Linked DNA regions of Capsicum annuum: region 2 is linked to region 1. The links are chromatin contacts, called in public Hi-C maps. All regions are on one chromosome and are shown on one strand. Each heading gives the region's core, a stretch centred on a gene start, on an enhancer-like site or on the middle of the called end of the contact. The rest is flanking DNA. Distances are from core to core; before and after follow the strand shown.

Region 1 (4,532 bases), core at 780-3,279:
TTTAATACAAATAAGTAAAATAAATATTTTTGGCATGTTTGCTTTAACTACTTCAATCGTGATTTTATTATATCACCCATAATTAATTATTTATAAGTCGTCTAAGTATTTACAAAAATAATAATACTTAATAAAAAATAGATATAAAATGATAATTTTACTATGTCACTTCTAATTAGTAGAATGGACGAGAAATTATTATAAATCACAATAATTTAAACCTTACATTATTTTTAAAATATAATTGACTATCAATGCCACAAACGATTGGACAAGAGAGTAGCATGTATTATTTAAAAATTACATAAAAAAGTACTAAAAATTACAATGGTTAACAGCTTAAAATATTTAAAAATATATTAAAAATATGATTAATTATCTAAATTTTATTTGTGTCACATAAATTAAAGAAAAAAAATAATTTATATTGGACCCGTGCTAGCACAACCCATCGGTATATATATATATATATATATATATATATATATATATATAGTACAAAAACATCCGATATTTGACTGTGTATTTGAATTACTCTATTTAGTACTTAGATCAAGAGTTGTGAGACAAAACTTTTCGTGAACACCAACACTTGATCCAGATGAAACTTAGCTAGGCGAATTAATGTAGGATAAAATAATTAGTTAAATTAGGGCTCCAATGTATTAATTACTTTACTAGACAATAGTTCGGAATATTCTGATGAAGATAAAACTGATCAAAAGAAAGCCAACCGTACAAGTCACAACAGAATTAATTCAGAGACATAAAGAGATTACACTGGGAGTTTGACGCTTGAAACGAATATGGCAATGCATGAAATTACTCTGATGAAATATTAATCATACAACAACAACATGCCCAGTGTAATCCCACATGTGGCGGGAGAGGGTAAGATGTACACAAACCATATCACTATCTCTGCGGAGTAGAGAGGTTGTTTCTGGTAGACCTCAACTCAAAAAGCAAAATACAAGAGAAAAGAGAACAAAATAACAATCCACATAACAAGTGAAGCAACCAGTACTAAAACATCTGATAAATTTATTACAAAAGGGGCTGTAGTGTGCTAATGTACTTTTTCCTTAATTTGCCTTTAGACAAAGGTTCGAGTTGATCAGTTGGGGTCCTATACGTATCTTTCACTAGAAATGTCTCGGATCCTTCAAAAATGCCGTCACACCCTTGTCGGATCCGCCAAAAATATATCTACTTTTGAAGAATCCGACACACACTAGCATTTTACAAGGATCCAAGCAATAAAGACACTAGATACAGGATCAGGATTCTTGTTTTCCACTTCCCTAGTAATTTTACTCCTTAGTCCAGGCAACTGGCAAGACAATTTAACTTTTCTGATCAGAAGTGTTTAAAATGGTGATGAGGGTCAGGTCCTCCTGGACTGACACGCTGAGGCCAATCGCGGGCGCCATATTTCTGCTTCTCTCTTTCGAATTCTTCCTCCAATGCTTCCCTGGCAATCCTAATAGGCCTCAAGGGGCGAGCCTCGAGTAATGCAGATGAAAGCAAGAGCAAAATGATGCAAGCTAAAGACTTAAACATAGACATTGTATTTATCATTCAAGAAGTTGCAGTTACTAGCCAACAGCTGTAAGACTCAAGTGTTTCACAACAGCTTGAGAGTTCCATTTATATACATTTCTTGCTGTGACTGCTCGTAATGTTCGACAATTTTTTATACACTTGCAAACCTTTAGTTAGAGGAAACTGATTCAAGAAGCACAAACTTTTTTGTCTTTACTTGAAAAGTATACTTTTAACATCCTCTTTTGCAGTTTGAATCTAAACAAATTTCACTATCCAGTAAATTTTAGGCATGAGGTCTGCAGTGTCCATTTATGAATTTAAGTTAATCCCCAGAAGATAAAGTCAACCCTCTTTGTGTCAGCATATGTTAAAAGGTACTATAAGTTTGCTTTTTTTGGCCCATGCATAAGGATTTGGTGAGGACCACATCTAGGAAATGACATGGACAGATTATGGAGGATGACTTTGATAAAAATAGTGAATATACAGCAGGGAATTCAGCTATTTTGACTAGATGCTGATGGGGACGGAAGCTCATTCGCTGAACGGCTCATTATACGTCAACAGCCAATTCATCAGCAAATAGATACCAAATGGATTAGTCATTTCTGATAAACATGAAACTCATACAGTGAGTCGAGCAGAAAAAAGAACAGTTTTTTCTAATGCAAAAGCCAATAGGAACTAAAGATGAGAACAGCACCTCAACATCAACAGTAAAGTCAGGGATTAAATTAAAAAAAGTTCAAGATCATCGCACAACATTATCCAAATTAGGTATTTGGATAATCTTCTTGTCAAATCTTAAGAGAATAGTTTCTCTATCATTTCCTGTCCAGAGAATTAAAAAAATCTAACTTTGATAAAGTACTCTGGTTAAAGAATGACATGCCGAAACTTAAAATTACTATATCAGCAGAGAATAGCCATCTTCAATTATCATAGATTCAGCAGAGCAGGGGAACGGATATGAAATAAGATTGCAGTAAGAATCTTTCACTACAGTATGCTCTAGAATTCAGGATATTCACTGATTTATGCATTCCCTCAAAGCTAAACTTCAATAAAATATAAGAACGCAGATATTTTCAAATTCTTTATAGCCATGTGTCTCTTGCACTAAGCAGATATATCCATATTCTTGATAGTCATGTTTTGTTGGATTCGAAATCGAGAGGCATCATGCGAAAGCTTAGAGTTTGCAAACCAAGGCGGTGATTATTCAGATGACAGATAAAAATATATTAAAAAGACATATTATTGATATATTTGGCCAATTGACCTACACATAAAAACTAATATTAAAGAAAACATAAAATTATTGGGAGACTCGTAAATGACTACATTGTGAATGTTACTGTGTTATGATATGAAACGGGGGTGTTCTATTTATAAAGTTCCAAAAGCTTTTCACCAAAAAAGAAGTTTGTCAAATATGAAAAAGTTTTATATATGTTAAAGTAATTATGGTATTACTTTTATTTATTTTTCAAGAAAAGTAAAACTTAAACTTGGTAAGAAAATCAGGACAAAACCCTTTGACATGTTTCTCTTGCAAGAAACCTATAATCCAAGTCAAATAAATAAATAAATACATTACTAGGTAATTAAGGAAAAATTGCAGCCTTTTGCAACATAGGATGGAAGAAGCAAAAGTCAGCCTTTATTTCTTTTTGTTCTGCTCAACATTTCAGAATCACTTAGAAGTGTTGTGTACAATATGGTAATCAATGTTTTGATCAAACATAATAAATATTCATATCACAAGAGGGAACAAAATCATGAAGAAGAAAAAAACAACTGTCGATCACAAAAACTTTGTCTTAATCCTGAACTCCGTCTTCGTGAAAAGCTGGGACTAGAGCTAAGAAGTTCCTACATGTACATGTATTCATAATTCATCCTTGCTGTTACTAAAGGCATTAAATGAATCCAAAATCGAAAGTCCCAAGTTCAGAATAACTGTAGCATCTTCACATTTTAAATTCTCTTCGTGTATACATATATACATAATTCGAGAAAAAAAATCGAGTTCAATTGAATCTAGAGAACTCGCATTAAATTCACCTCAGTCTACAGAAAAAAAAACTATCTCCATGATGCGATGGACAAAGTCCTTGTGCCTCCAGTTGACTTAAAATACCAGACACTGAAAATTATGTCTACCTAATCTATTAGTTGCCTCCACTCTTTTGACCTAACAATGAGAAACCAACTTTAGAATACTTAACTGCATCCCCTGTTATAGTTATCTGACTGACATCAGACTCTAATAAAGTTAAAATTGGCAGATAATTCTCTCAGACAAACCTAGAGCCAGCTTATTTTCCTTAAAAAAAATTTCCTTTGCTATCCCTAACTGAAGTAATTACACGGTAGAATTTCCCGTTACATAGCAATGATCAGGCAAGGGGATGTCACGTCTGGGCAGGCATATGAGTCAAGTTTCATTTTTCTTCTGGTTTTATTATGATGGTTATTTAATCAGAACAAAAGATGTCCAGAGAGGAGCTATGTAAGAGTTGACCAGCTACTTTTAATCAACTAAATCAAAAGGTCTCACGGTACTATTATTCATGGGAGTGTAAATGTAAGACTAATAATTGATTTTTCTTAATTTTCTCTACTCTTGCTTCCTTCATGTTTGCAAACGGAAACCTCCTTCTCCTGCAACATGATTTAGTAAGGTACGACCCAAAGTCATTCCTTCTTTTTGGTATCACCTATTGCCACTTATTTCTGTAATAAAATGTCCCACCTAGAGTTCCACAATGTGACTAGATGGCCACTTTAAGAAAAAATTACTGAGCAATCATACTCGATAGTTCATAATAATTTCTAGAGATTGCTCTGGTTCCACTTCAAGTAATTTCATAAAATGTACGCCCTAGAAACACAGTTATTTCCTTCCCCAATTGTTTAACATGTTATTCGTCAAGCATTACAGAAGTTCAACTTTCCGCTCATACTGTTAGAGTTACTTC
Region 2 (4,532 bases), core at 1,277-3,776, 48 kb before region 1:
ATACTCAACAGATTACGTTTATGAAGGAAAACCTCAATAGATTCCATTTGTAGCTATTGCAACGTTTTTAAAAATAAAAAATAAAAAAGCTCTATGTCTATAACCAAGCATAAACGATTTTAAGAGAGTTAAAATTATGCATTAGTATTGGTTACAATTCAATTAGGGAAAACTAAAATCGTCCAAGTAATTTTATGTTTACAGCGAAACAGAAGAATTTAGTTGTGTTATACGCTAACATATTTCCAGATACAAGAATAAGATGAATATTATTTATTCTTCATTTCACTTTTTTCTCTCTTAGGATGTAATTTTCTCCTAAAACACTAATAATGAACGGAACAAATTGATTATAAGGAATTCGCATGAATAGCTTGAGTCAACATATATGTATAATTATGTATGTACGTACGTACTATGTCGCCAAGTTAATTTAATTAATTTACTTTTATTTAACCATAGGTTTTTTTTATTAATTTCATTCATGAATATAATTATCTTTTGTCTATTTCATAATTCTCCACATACACTACATAGTAAATATAAGACAGTTTTGTTGAGCTAACTATGCTGGGCTCAAGACAGGTCCAAAATATCCCTTGCTTCTTGTTAATATTGAGAGAGCTTCAGCCTTACTTTTCAAGAGATGCCGGTGAAGACGATCAATATCTACTGAAGCTCCCACTGGGAATGGAGAATCAAATAAATAAATTGCACAAGGTTCGTTCTTTTTTAATTTGACCTTCATGATATTTCATAATTGCTAATTCAATATCCTCAGAAATTTGATGCAATAATGCATCGGAACATTTGTCCTTTGAATAATTTTCATATCCTTATGAGTTATGTCATTCGCAGATCCAACAACATATTTCAGGAACAAATACTAATACTATTAGGAAAATAATGCATGTAGTGGAATTTGTGGTTCGTGCCATTATCATATTTTTGTTACTTTCTTCTTCTTAGATTTGATATATCAAACAGTTTTCTTTTACTTTCTTTTATACTCCATCATTTCTGTAGTCATAATTAATCTGCATGCATGCATTGATTAGGATTTATGTTCTATTTAATTTTCATCTTGAATAAATGCGACATTTAATAATACAAGCTCATCTAACCTTAACTTATAGATATAGTAATAACTTTATACGTTATAGAATGTGTCTCCTAATTGAAGTAGGAGGGAAAGTTTAGTTTTGGTTGTTAATGAAAATAATTAAATGCAACATTGTTTTCATTGTTTTTCACCAATATTGGACACATTTGCTCGTGACCTATATATTGTTGCCGTAAAGACCTTACGATTTTTCATATATTGAAACAGTAAAATATTTTAAAGGCTTAATACATAACCTTTAAAATTCATGAGGATATTATATTAGCATAATACATATACATGCTTTTTAATTTGGTCTCACTTTTTATTTATGTCCTCCAATTTTAGATGTACACGAAGAAACACTTAAATTTGTATAAAATTGATTAAGTAGACACATATATCTTACATGACATAATATAATATATATACTCCATCCGTTTAAAAAAAGAATGACTTATTCTGACTTGATGTAAAATTTAAGAAAATAAAAAAGATTTTTGAATCTTGTGATTTTAAATTAACGTTGTGTCAAATGTATCAAAATATCCTTTAATCTTGTGGTCCTAAACATGTCATGTGGAAAGTTTAAATTAAAGTATTACAAAAAAAATTATTCTTTTTTAAATTGAGGAGAGTTACTATGAGTCGTGACAATCAACAAATTCTTTATCCATATGGTTCCCTTTTCAAAAAATAAAATGCTACTAATCGATCAAAAAAAAAAAAAACTAAAAATTACACATGCACAACTTATGTTTTCAATATTACAAAAAATTCCAACTCTCTAAACATATTACAAAAATCCCAACATATAGACAGAATGTTATGTATATGTCGGCTATGTTATGTACTCCTTCCGTTTCGAATTAGTTGGCCCTCTGTCTAAAAAAATTTGTTTCAATTTACTTGTCCAACTTATCAGATCAAGACTATTTTATACAAATTCTTCCCATTCTACCCTTAATAAGTATTAAATATAACTACACTTTTCAAAAATTTTTAAAATAACACTTACATTTTTAATACAAACTTTATGAAACTTGACTTTTTTCTTCTTTTCAAGGAGTACTACTAGTATTCCTATAAGATTTTCAATCCATGCATGCATATGCTACAATTTACATACTTAATTAATTGTTGAGTCTTACAATGTTAAGAAGGGTAAAAAGGTAAAATATATTCCTAGTCATTGGATATCTCAATGGATGTGCCAAAGTTCAAAGGACCATCTAATTCGAAATGGCGGGAGTATATTAATAGGGAGAGATAGTAAAGTAACTAAAAAAGCGGGAGAGAGTGTAATTACTTGCAAAATTGTTGATATTTATAATTATCAAATAACGGAGTTCAAACGTTTTTTAGTGGGCTAGTCGTGGGTCGGTCCATGCTATATTAACCCTGAAGGCCCTAGCACAGGCCCAATATCTTGCTAATTGGATTCCGAATTTCTATTTTGTTTTGAGTTATAAGAGAAATTTCTTTTCGAGTTTAAGTGACTGGCTGAAACTTGATGGAGTAGATACGAGAATTTAGTTAACTAGAAATAAGAGGAGCATTATTCTATTCTTCATTTTTCTCGATCTCTTAGGACATAATTTTCTCATAAACACTAATTAATAATGAAGGGAACAAATTGATTATGAGTAATCCGCATGATCAATAGCTTGAGCCAACATATATATGTCTGTCTGTACGCACTCCATATGTAGGCAAGTTAATTAATTGATCATTTACTTTTATTTAACCATAATATATATATATATATATAAATGCTTGGGTTTTGTTATTCCATTCATGAATTATTTAATCTTTTGTCATCTCTGCTACAAAGACAATGTATAAGACAGTTTTCTTGATCGAGCTAACTAATTAAACTGGGCTCATGATCAATCTGATTAATAACTTGTTTAATTTGACCTTCATGATATTTTTTAATTGCCAATTCAATATCCCGGGCAACTACATGCATCATGATGTCACACTCTACATAATCTTCAACATTTACAGGCTTATGAGCTGCTTCATTTGCAGATCGAAGAGTTTTTCCAAGATCATCGTCGTCACCCAAACATATTTCTATTAGGAAAATGCATGCAATGCAATTTGTACTGGTACCTCCCATTATTATACTAGTTTTTGTTACTTTCTTCTTCTTTGATTTGATATATCAAAGAGTTTTCTTTTACTTTCTTTTTATACTCCATCATTTCTGTTGTCATAGCTGGATGTTCTATTTAATTCTCATCTTTAACATCTTGAATAAATGCCACATTTAATAATACAAATTCATCCGACCTTAAGCTTATAGATGTAGTAATAACTCTTTATAACGTTATAAAATGTGTCTCCTAATTGAAGTAGGTTACTAATGAAATAATTAAAATGCAACATTGTTTTTTATCAATATTGGACGCATTTGCACGTGACCTATATTTGGGTGCTGTAAAGACCTTACTATTTTTCATATCTTTGAAACAGTAATATATTTTAAAGGCTTAATACATGTCCCTTTAAATTCATCAGGATATTTCATTGCCATAATACATATACATGCTCGTTAACTTGATTTTAGTCTCATCTATATCTTCTAACTTTATATGTGCACAAATAAATATTTAAATTTGTATAAAATTAAATAAATAGACACGTGTATTTTACATGGCACAATAAATATAGAACGCTACATAAAGTGCGAGTTTCTGTAAGTCGTGACAATCAATATCTATATGGTCCCCTTTCGAAAAAAATAAATCTAGTAATTGATTCAAAAAAATAATGGCAAATTTCGATATTGTCCCCTTTTGGAGCTTAATTACAGAAAATTTCGATATTTTGCATAACTATTGAAAATTTATATGTTGGGTCTGTCGAGATACGTAATTAACTCTCGATACATCCAATGAAAATACATTTTTTTTATTTTGGGTCTGTCGAGATACGTAATACATCCAATAAAGATATATTTTTTCTTGTAAAGATACATAATTAGCTACCGATTTATTTTTTTTCGATTTTGGATCTATCAAGATACACAATTAGCTCCCGGTACATCCAATGAGGATACGTAATTAGTTGAGATACTTATAATTACTTTGTAAGAAAGAGAATTTGTGTAAATATGATAAGATAAGAATTAAGATGTATGTTTATATTTTTTTCCAAAACATAATGAGTAAAGTTTAAATCAATGACCGGATTTCGATCATTTGCCTAAACTTAACCCATAGAAAATTGAAATTCAGTCACTTTTATCTAAAATGTAACTAAAAGACCGATTCAATTTGTTTCAAAAATTTATCTCCTTTAAATTTAGATATGCGTTTATTTCCCTTTCTGAAATTCATTCTCTTTTTCTCAGGTTTCTTATTTATTTCTTGAAAATAACTGAGTTCAAGTCTACCGAAAAGACAAACAAAACAATTTTAAA

Evidence for each region. A called contact is a pair of places that touch in the nucleus more often than the background predicts.
Region 2: a contact with region 1 is called in a Hi-C map of placenta, with 3 times the contacts expected there. The contact joins two enhancer-like sites. A contact is called at or near these places in 2 of 5 Hi-C or Micro-C datasets (leaf and placenta).

Annotation. Positions count from the first base shown.
Region 1 is chr2:126,644,823-126,649,354 of UCD10Xv1.1, reverse strand. LOC107859313 reads right to left here. Exons shown (of 16, transcript XM_016704282.2): 16 at 4,178-4,532. Among protein-coding and RNA genes, the nearest start is that of LOC107859313, 11 kb to the right of the region's middle. Within about 2 kb of position 2,029, at least 3 of the 5 cell types and tissues checked have an H3K27ac peak or open chromatin away from gene starts, as enhancers often do.
Region 2 is chr2:126,693,500-126,698,031 of UCD10Xv1.1, reverse strand. No RefSeq gene overlaps it. Among protein-coding and RNA genes, the nearest start is that of LOC124896000, 7.9 kb to the left of the region's middle. Within about 2 kb of position 2,526, at least 1 of the 5 cell types and tissues checked has an H3K27ac peak or open chromatin away from gene starts, as enhancers often do.